Linked DNA regions of Pan troglodytes: all the other regions are linked to region 3. A link is a contact called in public Hi-C and HiChIP or PLAC-seq data. All regions are on one chromosome and are shown on one strand. The core of a region is the stretch at or near the end of the contact, and the rest is flanking DNA. Distances in the headings are between cores, read along the strand shown. Region 1 overlaps AFAP1L1 (actin filament associated protein 1 like 1). Region 2 holds the start of IL17B (interleukin 17B). Region 3 holds the start of CSNK1A1 (casein kinase 1 alpha 1).

Region 1 (3,824 bases), core at 1,032-3,531, 230 kb before region 3:
AATGTTAACACTACAGGAAAACAGAAAACTACCTTCTGCCATTACAGATAAGGAAACTGAGGCCAGGGCAGCCACATGCTTTATCCAGGGGTCCACAGAGGGCCAGTGGTCTCTTAGTCTTGTCCTAGAATCTGACCTCTTGGTCTTGTTTTCTGCCCAAGACCCCCTGCCTCTCTCAGTTCTTAAATTTCAAAAAATATCGCCTCCGTAACTCACTTTTATTTTTGGTAGTTTGAGATAGGTCTCTTATTTATCTTATACACATATAAAGGTTTCTGGCAAAAAGTGTGCTTTATGTATTCAAGTTTAGCATTTGTGTGCTAATTTAATTTTATAAGATGCTCTTTAAATGAGAATTAACATAAGTCCGTGTTTAGCTGACTGGCAACTTCTTGGAGATTTTCCTATACACAGTATTGTACTTATTTGGCAACTATAACACAAGAAACTATTTTGATTAAGTTATATGAGAAATGGCCTCTTCTAATAAAAAGTAAATATTTTTTTAAAAATTCAGAGAACACCCAAATGTTGGTTTTATATTCTAATGGTTGGGGAAGGCTCTGAGAATGGAAAGTGAGGGCAGGGAGGCCTCTGTCTTAGAGAGGTCATCAGGGAGGGCCTCCCTGAGGAGGTGACATTTGATTGGAAACCTGAATAGATGGAAGAAGGGAGCCTCTTGGATTTCTGGATGTGTGCTATAATCTTATTCCTCTTTGACCCCTGAGTATCGGGTACGTAGTCAGTACTTACAAATATTTCTGGGTTTGGCTGAAGTCAACAGGTCTCCAGGAGCCCTGACAGTAGGAAAATGAACTCCACCTTTGCCTCCTGTCCTTCAGGCAAGCTGTTCAGAGGACATGGGTCGCTGGCTCGGGCTGCTGCTGGTGGAGATGGGCTCCAGAGTCACTCCGGAGGCGCTGCACTATGACTACGTGGATGTGGAGACCTTAACCAGCATCGTCAGTGCTGGGCGCAACTCCTTCCTGTAAGTGTCAGCTGCACTGGCCACACCTGCCCAGGACCTTTCCTGTCTCCATCCCTCTCAGAGGCTGAGTCCAGCCCTGGGCACTAGGAGGGAAGGGAGGAGCTAAGGAAAGCTCTGCTTCCTTGGTAAGCTGGAATGAGTGTCTTCCTCTTCCAGCAAAGAGTGGGGAGCTGGCTGAAGGAGGTAGCCCAGAGTCAGAGGCAAGCTGTGGATGGAAGGAGCAAAAGTAGAGAAGCCTTGGAGTAGTGGCCTGGGCTCTGCCCTCATGTCATGGGACTTTAAGCTTTCACACACTGGAGCATGGGCACGTGGCTAGTATATGGCATTCGGTACTAGAAGAGCCAAGTTCGAGTCCCAGCTCAGTCACCACCAGCAGTGGAAGCTTGCACTGGTTGCTTGCCATCTCGGATCTCTGTTTTCTGACTCATAGAATGGTGGTGATGAATTACCTGCCTTGCGGGTTGTTATGAGAATCACATTGGTCCTGTCTGTGACGCCCTAACACAGCCCATGACACAATGCTGTCTGCCATCTTGCTTTTACCAATCTTCTGATCTGCCTTAAGAGTTTCTGCCAGAATCAATGAGAGTGAGGACACGAAAGCACTGTAAGCTGCAAAGCATCATTGTCATTGTCATTGTCATCGTACCTTTTATTTTCTAGATATGCAAGATCCTGCCAGAATCAGTGGCCTGAGCCCCGAGTCTATGATGATGTTCCTTATGAAAAGATGCAGGTACAGTCCCTTGGGGCTGCCCAGGAACGTGGCAAGGGCCACTTATTAGCTCTCCCTCTTTCTGCTCCCTTTACCTTCTGCCTCAGAAAGATCATTTTCATTTAAGCAGCAGTAGCTAGAAGGGGAGCCCCTTCTTATCATAGAGCATGGCTCAGGATGAGGAATCCCTGGCACAGGACCCAGGTTGGGAGGAAGAAAGGGCTGTGCAGACTCCCAAACACTACCAAAAGGTGAGGCATCGTCTCCAGTTTGAGCAAGTTGCTGGGGCCCTCCTCCTGTTTACCACTCTGTGAACTTATCCTGCTGATTCCGTGGTGTCTGGGGCAGGTGCTGACTCTGGGACCACCCCGCAAGCCTTCACCTGGTGACTTCGTGATCTGGGAGCTTCAGCTCCCAGGCCAGTCTCCATGTTTTGCTTGCTAAGCCAGGGAGATACCAGCTTACTAATTTACAGTGAGGCCTGTGTAGCCATCACATGACCTGGAATGCTCCTGGCAGCATGCCCTGTGCTGTCTCCTCCCTCAGAAAGCAAGAGGAGAGCCACATTCCAATCAGACGCTGGTGGGTGGGTCAGGCCTCACAGTTAGCAGGAGAGAGAGGCAGTTAAGCTGCCGAGGACAACAGATGTGTCTGCAGACAGGACCTCTGTCTTAGACAGTGCTGCATGACACACTGAGTTTTCACCTCTAGGACTCTCTTTTCTAGAAATTTGTCCAGTCATCCTTCTGTTCATATGGTCTTTCTTCAGACTCAGATAAACCTGTGGATGCAGCTTGAGGTTTTTCTCAGTTGCAGAGTTTAGTGGCAAGACAGCTTAGCACTTAAGGATGTGAAGTTTGAGTCAGACTCAGGGCTGCTGGGCTTCACTTCATGACTCCAAAAGGATATGATAAAACCTACCTTCTTGGATAACTGCAAGAATTAAATAATACTTTATGTAAAAAAGTTTAGGCGGGGTCTGGGTGCCGTGGCTCATGCCTGTAATCCCAGTACTTTGGGAGGCTGAGGTGGGTGGATCACTTGAGGCCAGGAGCTCGAGTCCAGCCTGGCCAGCATGGTGAAACCTCGTCTCTACTTAAAAACTACAAAAATTAGCCAGGCACAGTGGCAGATGCCTATGGTCCCAGCTACTCGAGAGGCTGAGGCAGGAGGATCGCTTGAACCCAGGAGGTGGAAGTGAGCCAAGATTATGCCACTGAACTACAGCCTGGGCAACAGAGCGAGACTCTGTCTCAAAAAAAAACAAAACAAAAAAAACGTTTAGGCTGGGCACAGTGGCTCATACCTATAATCCTAGCACTTATAGGAAGCTGAGGTGGGTGGATCACTTAAGCCCAGGAGTTTGAGACCAGCCTGGCCAACATGGCAAAACCCTGTCTCTACAAAAACTAGCTGGGCATGGTGCTGCACATATGTTGTCCCAACAACTCGGGAGGCTGAGGTGGGAGGATCACTTGAGTCCAGGAGGTTGAGGCTGCAGTGAGCCATGATCACACCACTGCACTCAAAAAAAGAAATTAGGACAGTGCCTAGACATTGGAAGGTCCTATACAGAGAAGTAGATAGTACTGTTGTTGACAACATCATTATTATATTACATTATTATCATATTTAACTCATGGTTTCCTAAGCTTTCACTGGATTTTTAGTATTCTTAATATTCTTCATGCACAAATGTATAGTTAATCTATTAAGTTATGTCACTTCTATCACTGGCTCCTCTCATCCAGGACTTTTCTTCTTGAGGGAAGACTGTTTTCTTTTTGAGGCAATTCAGAAAATCAGGATACTTCCAAATGTTCTAAAGACAAAAGTATCTATGATAAATCAAATATAGCCACCCACAGTCTTTTGAGATTTTCTAATTTTCCTCTCAGCAGGTGCTGCAGTTTAGGGTTACCTTCTGCTGCCCCCCAGCAGAAAGGTATGAGGTTCAAATGATATACTGCTAGCAAAAGTGCTTTATGATTTTTGAGTGCTATGCAAGTCTAAAAATGTAAGACCAAGATCTCAGAGCAAGAAGACTCCATACTGAGCAAAGACCGCAATACACCCTGCATTGATGAGTCTGCGCCTGCCTGAACTTGACTGTCTTCCTCC
Region 2 (3,854 bases), core at 574-3,073, 130 kb before region 3:
GCAGTGCGGGCAGTTCAGGGCTGTCAGGGTCTGGGTTGTAGGTAAAAAGAAATGGAACCCAAGATGGGAAATCCAACTAGGAGCCAAGAATCCGGTCTACCCCATCCTCCTTACAAAATAGCAATGCAAAGCCCGTGTGATTTGGACATAAAGCCTCTGTTACTCAACTTGATTCGGTGAATAACAGACTTGAAAGAAATGTGGAAAATAATAGTAATCTTCCCTAGAAAGGAGTAAACAGGGTTGAGCTCCCAAAGCAGGAAGACCTGGGGCTGTGTGATCTTGGACGAGTCACTCAACCTCTCTGAGCCTAGTGATAAAGAGCCAGCTCATAGGGCTTTGAGAGGATTTGTGAGGTTGGGCTGGTGTCCCCAGGCACAGCCCTTGGCACATAGTGAAACTCAAGAATACAGAGCAGTTTTTACCATTCATCACATTATTCCCACACTTGCCAATTTTTTAATTTCATGCTCATGGTGGAACAGGTAGGGTGAGGTGCCAGCTCCATAAGATAAGTGGAGAAACTGAGGCCTGGAGAGGTGAAAGCATTCACTCAGAGTTGCATGTAGAGTCAGTTGCAAAGGAGAATTCTGGCACCAGTTCTCATGTGGATGGAAAAAGTGCAGGAAGATTTGGAGGTGAGCAGAGGAGAAGGGAGGAGGAGGCAGGGTTCCAGGAAAGGAGCTGACATCCAGGGATGTGGGACAAGGCCCAGGCCTGTCTTACATAACATGGTCCACCTGTTCACCCCTGCATGCCCCACAAATGTGTGCAAACGTGCACCCCGGCACAGCGCACACCCAGTCCTCCGTCACTAGCAAATAAGCCACAGAGACTGGGTTTAAACAAATTGGATTAGGAGGGCTGCAGGCGCCTCCTCCCCCCGACTGTCCGGCTCCGACACTAAACAGACCTGCAGAACTGCCAGCTGTGGTCTCTCGGACACACTGACAGTTGGTCCTTGGCTCCCTCACCCCACCCGTGGGCCTCAGGAAGGGGGTTGGGGTCTGAGAGGATGCCACAATGATGGATGGGGTGAGGGAGGTTCCAGGGCTAGCTCAACAGCGCACAGGATGTTAGTGCTTTTGCGAGGCACATTTCCGAGCTGTTCCCACACCCACCCCCACTTCCCCCTTCACCCTCCCCTCCGGCAGCCTCTCCCATGGCCACTGCTGCAGGCTGTGAGCAGAGCCCCGTCCTTGAGCAGATTCACCTCATCTTTCAGTCCTGCAGCTGGGCTGAGCGGGGAGTCAGCTCAGAAGACACTGGCCTGGGGATGAGACTCGGGGCATGCTTCAGAGGGAAGAAAGAGCTTCTGAACAGACAATGCTGTCTTAAAGGTGGCATCTTGGTGCTTTCTCATGCCTTGTTTTCTTTCATCCTCAGAATGTGTCTGGGGGTGAGGGGAGGGGTGTGACTGCCGAAACTTCCTTTCTTGGTGATTCCACATCACTCCTTTCTGATCCCTGAGCCTGTGCCACGCCCTGTGTGATGTGCCAGGGACACCAGGGTGAATACTTACAGACCCTGTTCCCCTTCCTTCACGAAACAGCCTCCTTCGGGCTGGGTCACTGGGCACTGGGGCCTCCCTGGTCTTCCAGGATTGCAACTTCACAGAATCCCTTTTCCATAAGGCACATGAAAGTGACTGTGACCCGCAACGGGAGCCTTGACAACCAGCCAATTCAGAACACAGACCTTGACATCGGAAGGCCCCGAGTTCAAATCCTGCCTTGCTCCCTTTCAGCTGGAAAGCTGTGGTCAAATTACTTAGCCTCTCCAAGCCAGTTTTCCCTTCTGCAAAATGAGGTTACACAAGCTGCCACCTCACAGAATGAGTGTGAGAATTAATTCTTATTTTCCACACCCTCATTTGACAGGGGGAGAAACAGAAGCCCAGAGAGGGAAAGGGCTTGGTTAGGATCACACCATGAGTTGGGGGTTAAGTCAGGATGGGGTAGGTCCCGTCTTTCTCTGGGTGTTCCTCTCCCCCATCCCTTATCTCAACATAAATCCTCCCCAGTTGCCCAGGTTGTCCAGGTGATTCCTGGCACACGTCCTGGGGCCTGCCCTCCACCTTCAGCCCTGCTCTGGCTTCTGCAGCAGCAGAGTCCGGGGTGACCAGCAGTGGCCCCCGGCCCTCTGAGTGGTGGTGGAGGGTGGGGGAGCACTGCAGCAAGCTCCCAGCCCAGAGCAGCCTGGCCATATAAGGGAAGGAGCCCAGGGAGGCCTCCTGGCTCAGGCCTGGCGAGAAAACCCAGACAGCCACTGTTTATTTTCTCCTCCCCAGCTCACCCACGCCTCTCCAAGCCTCCCGACAGAAGACAGAGGTCCCCCACAGCCAGAGACATTTCCTGAAGACATGGGGAACACAGAGGCAGAAACAGCCCATCCACCCAGGAGCTGTCCCCCACACTGCCGGGAGCCGGCACCCAGAGCCGCCAGGTAAAACTGAGGCCACCTGGTTCAACATCGCCTTTCATAGAAGGGGAAGCAGCCACAGAAAGAAGGGCCTGGTAAGAAGTGGAACCTGGGACCCCCAAGCGGTGTCTCTCATCCTGACTGGGGATCCAGAGTAGGAGGGAGCCTTTGGTGGGGTAAGTGGAATGGGGCAGTGGGGGTGGCCATAGACCCCTCTTCTCAGTAAGGCCCTCATGTGAAGGAGGCAGGGGTTGGGACAAGTGCTAAGTATGCAAGACTCAAGGGAAGAGCTGCTGGAGCCAGGGGAAGCACCTCCCTCCCGGCCCCTCTGCCCCTCCTCATAGCCCAGCTGCACTGACTCCTCCTCCAGGAAGCCTTCTCAGCTTCCCCAGGGGTGGGAACCTTTTCGTCCTCCAGGTGTGCTTGGCTGTCCTTTCTTGGGCTCTCTCTCTCTCTCTCCTCATCCCACTTGAGTCTGCCCCCTATTCACCTTGTGAGGGGAATTTCCTTCTACTCAATCTGACCGAGGTCCTCCAGGTCAAGGACGGCGTGGCTCTCAGTCCCACTTCCCCTTGGCACATAGAAGAGGCAGTGCGCTGAAGGGACAGGTGAAATGATTAGACCCTGCCCCCAAACCAAGGCCTGGCCAATTGGACAGGGCATGAGACATTCAGCGTAGAGGTTAAAATGAGGGCCCTGGGTTAGGAACCCCAGCTCAGTTCTCAGCTCTGTACCCTTGGAAAATTCCCTTCCCATGGAGCTTTGTGAATGCACAGGGACTTGCACAAAGAAAACATTCAATATCCAGGACTATAAAATTCCACAAATGACTGTGCTTATTACATTCATTATCACGATGATTATTCCAGACACAAAGGAACAGAACGAGGCACCAACAGCAAGGGGCAAGCAGATTCAAGGGCCACAGAGGAGATGGAGGCAAACACCTTCCCCTGGTCAGAGGCTGTGCCTCAGCCCTTCTCCCTGCATCAGTTTCTCCTTCAGAAGCATGGGACTACCTCCCATCTAGTTCTCGTTTCTAAACCCAGGGGAGATGCTATCTTTGCTGCAATAATCTTAGCCTACATCTTGGAATGGAAATGGCCTTGGTGGAAATGGTCTTCAACTCCTCTGGTCCAAGCTCAGGCCCTGTGACCCTGGAACAATCCCCTTCCTGGTCCTCCATGTAGGAGCAATAACATTCCCTTGCCAGCGGCACCAGCCATTCTGATGATTAAATGGTATCGGACTCTGTTTTCCAAACTCAGTCATTCAGATGCCCCCTATTTTATTTCTTCCATGTCTGCAAATGATTATAATATTTTAAAATGTAAGATGAGTCCTTTTTATTACACATAGAAATAGCTACTGTAAATAGCAAACTCTAACACTGTGCCTAATTAGGAAATAAAGGTAACCATAAATACAGTAAA
Region 3 (3,718 bases), core at 200-2,699:
CTAGTTCCCCCAACCTTTCTATCGGGTTCTTGACCCTTTTAGGGAGACAGCGGGCGAGGTTCGTAAGCCAGGAAAACTAGCTCCCTGGACTCCCTGGCGAGTGCGTGCGATGAGGAGAGGCCCGAGCACTTTGGGGGTGCGCGGTGGTGGGGGGGGAATGAGGAAAAGCGCAGCGTTATCGTGAACCCCACCCCAGATGATTACCTCGCCGTTGGTGATGTTGATCGCCAAATAGATGTCCCCGAAGGAGCCAGACCCGATCTTCCGTACCAGTTTATATTTCCCTCCGACAATGAATTCAGCCTTGGAGCCGCTGCTACTCGCCATCCTGAGAGACGAAGATGGAGGCTGGGGCCAAGCCCCGACACCTCTGGGAAGAGGACGGAGGCCTCTGGGGCTCCTACACTAGGCAAGGCTACGGAGGAGGGCGGCAGGAAACGGAACACGGAGGCCTTTACCGGGGTTCGGGGCCCAGAATCAGCAGAGGGGAGCCTGATCACCGCCGCTCAGTCAGGTTTCTTTTTGCCAGGCCGCAGTTTGTGAAGGGCTTCTCGGCGGTTACCAGGCTGGGCCACTTGTTTCTCGGCGGCCGCCGCTGCCTCGCTTGCGCGGCGACGTCGCGGGCTGGAAAAGGGGCGCGGTGAGCTAGGGCGGCGATACCGCTACCACCACTGCCGCCGGCTCCGGCCCAGAGGGACCCCTGTCACTCCGCGGACGACGCCATCTTGTTACTCCAGCTCCAGCCAACACAAAATGCCCCCAGTCCCCAGGAGCCGCTTCTTCACGGCGCAGAGCACTCTGGGAAAGGGATCTCGGGCGCTCGCTCCGAAGGATCGGCAGCGAGAGGGCGGAACCGGATCCGTGAGAGTCGCGGCCCACGCTCCGAGCGTCACCCTGTCCCCGCCCAGCTGCGCATGAGCGCTGCAACTCCTGCTGACTGCGCAGGCGTGCCGCGGCCTGTCCTCACCCCCGTCCAGGGCTCTCTTCCACTTCCGGTCGGCGGCGGCTCAGCAGGTGTTACCTGTTACTCGCCTCGGACCCGCTGGGTCTCTGGAAGGCTGAGTGGCCCCCCGGCCTTGATATTGGGAGGAGTCACCTTCATGTTTCGTGGCAGATGAAAGCTTACGGCCTCCTTAGGAGTTGGGTATTGACCTGTGCTCTTTGAGGCGGTTTTTAACCTTTGATCTTTCTTCTGGCCGTTCCCCCGGACCGGCCTATTCCAACCCAGTTTCTGTTTGGAAAGAGGCTGTCGCCTCTGGTGGAGAGGAAGAGAAAAGCAGCCAGCGTCGAGGAATCTCTCAGGGCTCTCGGTTGTAGCAGAGCCTAGCTAATTACCCTTCATAATTAGAATTGTCTTATCTACTACGGAGTGTTATAGACCCTCTTTCCACAGGAGGGGAAGAAAGAAAGAAGCCGGAATCCCCCTGCCATCCTATGTCTTTGCATTATTGCCTCACTACCACATATGATCTTCAGAAGAAAACCTGGTATGTTGCTCATAATGAAGATTAAGGATAGATGGAATCAACAGAAAATTAATTTAACAAGAGTGAAAAAACAGTTATGTCCCCTCAACCCCACCAAAAAAAAAAAAAAAAAGAATCGTATGTTGGTCATGTTGAAAACCTCAGTATTAACCTGAACAGAGTAGAGGTAACTATTACAAAATTTAATTGACAACATTTAAAACTACACGGTAATTTTTTTCTTTTTTACTAAAAATCGATCAGAGAATCAAATTTTGACCACGTTTTGTTTTACAAAATTTGACCTGGGAAAATTGGGCTTAGTAATAATAATGTTCACGAAAGAAAACTCCATGGTTTATGCTATCATCTTAAGTCAGACCTCAGTCGTAAAAATTTAAGCTAAGCCTATCCTAAATAAAATTTAATTAAAATAGAAATGGGGGCCGGGCGCAGTGGCTCACGCCTGTAATCCCAGCACTTCGGGAGGCCGGAGCGGGCAGATCACTTGAGGTCAGTTGTTCGAGACCAGCCTGGCCAACATGATGAAACCCCGTATCTACTAAAAATACAAAAATTAGCCGGGTGTGATGGCGCACACTTGTAACCCCAGCTATTCGGGAGGCTGAGAATCGCTTGAACCCTCGGGAGGCGGAGGTTGCGGTGAGACTAGATCACGCCACTGTACTCCAGCCTGGGCAACAGAGAGACCCTGTCTCAAAAAATAATAATTAATTAAATAGAAATGGGAGAAAAATGTGAAGAATTTTAACTGCAACTTTGAAAGGTGGTCAAGTAATTAGTAATAGGGTTCATCTCGGAAGACAACTGAAGAGAGAGGGGAGGAGACTTCCCCTGAAGTTTAGCATGAAGTTTTTAAAGCCCAACCAACACCCAGGGTGCCCAACTCCCAAATCAGCACTGTTAGGCATCATTCTCCTTTGGTGACTCTAAAGCATGTTTTGACTAAGTTAAAATCTGCTGTTAAATTCTGATATAAAATGCAGCCGGGCATGGTGGCTCACACCTGTAATCCCAGCACTTTGGGAGGCCGAGGCGGCTGGATCACCTGAGGTCGGGAGTTCGAGACCATTCTGGCCAACATGGTGAAACCCCGTCTCTACTAAAAATACAAAACTTAGCTGGGCATGGTAGCATGTGCCTTGTAGCTCCAGCTACTCGGGAGGCTGAGGCAGGAGAATCGCTTGAACCTGGGAGGCAGAGGTTGCAGCGAGCCGAGATCGTGCCACTGCACTTCAGCCTGGAGACAGAGCGAGACTCCACTCCATCTAAAAAATTAATTAATTAATCAATTCTGGTCTTAAAAAAAAAAAAGCCAAGTTTAAGCATCTTGAGTTTTCCAGAGATCACTCCTTTTCTGCTAATTTTCTCACACACATCCAAAGTTTAATGGATTCCTCAGCTTGAGGAGTTCTCCATAAGGGGATGAGGTATACATTTAGACGGATATTTTGGTATTGTGATAAAAATGCTCAATGAAGCCGGGGGCAGGGTAAGGGTGGGCATGAAGTGGTCTAAATTAGTGATTCCCAAAGATCTGTGTATGGACAGGTGCAAGTCGCTAACAAAGTTTGCCATGAGGATGTGAGAAAAGTAAGCAATACATCTTTCATTTATTTATCTGATTTCACATTATATTTCATTCTGAGATTTAGTCTTTTCACATATGTGTCATTAAAATGCTCTTTTATAAAAAGGTGCCGATGGTAGATGGTTTTGGTTTTTAAAATATTCTTGCTCGGTTAAAAGTTGAGCCTGGGTGCGGTGGCTCACACCTGTAATCCTAGCACTTTGGGAGGCCAAGGAAGGGCAATCACCTGAGGTCAGGAGTTCGAGACCATCCTGGCCAACATGGTGAAACCCTGTCTCTACTAAAAACACAAAAATTAGCCGGGCGTGGTGGCGCATGCCTGTAATCCCAGCTACTTGGGAGGCTGAGGCACGAGAATCGCTTGAACTGGGGAGGTAGAGATTGCAGTGAGCCGAGATTGTGCCACTGCACTCTGGCCTGGGCAAGAGAGTGAGACTTTGTCTCAAAAAAAAGTTGAAAGCTGCGTATGGTGGCTCATGCATGTAATCCCAACACTTTGGGAGGCCAAGGCAGGAGGATCACTTGACTCCAGGAGTTCCAGGCTGCTGTGAGCTATGATCAAACCACAGCATTCCAGCCTGAGCAACAGAGCGAGACCTTGTCTCAATAAATGAAAGAATGAATGAATGAATGAATGACA

Evidence for each region. Hi-C and Micro-C count contacts between places; a contact is called where the count stands out from the background. HiChIP or PLAC-seq counts read pairs in DNA pulled down with a chosen protein or histone mark.
Region 1: a contact with region 3 is called in a Hi-C map of induced pluripotent stem cells, with 2.0 times the contacts expected there. The contact joins the enhancer-like site here to the promoter of CSNK1A1 in region 3. A contact is called at or near these places in 2 of 7 Hi-C or Micro-C datasets (induced pluripotent stem cells and stem cell-derived neural progenitor cells) and 1 of 1 datasets of contacts at active chromatin or transcription factors (stem cell-derived excitatory neurons).
Region 2: an H3K4me3 HiChIP or PLAC-seq map of stem cell-derived excitatory neurons shows a contact between it and region 3, with 3 times the contacts expected there. The contact joins the promoter of IL17B here to the promoter of CSNK1A1 in region 3. A contact is called at or near these places in 1 of 7 Hi-C or Micro-C datasets (induced pluripotent stem cells), 1 of 1 datasets of contacts at active chromatin or transcription factors (stem cell-derived excitatory neurons) and 1 of 1 other capture datasets (stem cell-derived neural stem cells).

What each region holds. Positions count from the first base shown.
Region 1 is chr4:147,048,385-147,052,208 of NHGRI_mPanTro3-v2.0_pri, forward strand. AFAP1L1 (actin filament associated protein 1 like 1) reads left to right here. Exons shown (of 19, transcript XM_518027.6): 13 at 843-988; 14 at 1,652-1,724. Among named protein-coding and RNA genes, the nearest start is that of GRPEL2, 22 kb to the right of the region's middle. Within about 2 kb of position 2,282, at least 13 of the 24 cell types and tissues checked have an H3K27ac peak or open chromatin away from gene starts, as enhancers often do. A contact at or near this core is called in induced pluripotent stem cells and stem cell-derived neural progenitor cells, where this site is marked.
Region 2 is chr4:147,150,460-147,154,313 of NHGRI_mPanTro3-v2.0_pri, forward strand. It overlaps IL17B (interleukin 17B), which reads right to left and starts at 1,824. Exons shown (of 4, transcript XM_016954018.3): 1 at 1,523-1,824. It overlaps LOC462181 (a long non-coding RNA gene), which reads left to right. Exons shown (of 3, transcript XR_001717986.2): 3 at 2,291-3,854.
Region 3 is chr4:147,279,023-147,282,740 of NHGRI_mPanTro3-v2.0_pri, forward strand. CSNK1A1 (casein kinase 1 alpha 1) reads right to left here and starts at 1,450. Exons shown (of 10, transcript XM_001164031.7): 1 at 205-1,450. The coding sequence starts at 327. ARHGEF37 (Rho guanine nucleotide exchange factor 37) reads left to right here and starts at 450. Exons shown (of 13, transcript XM_016954019.3): 1 at 450-1,487. The coding sequence starts at 1,466.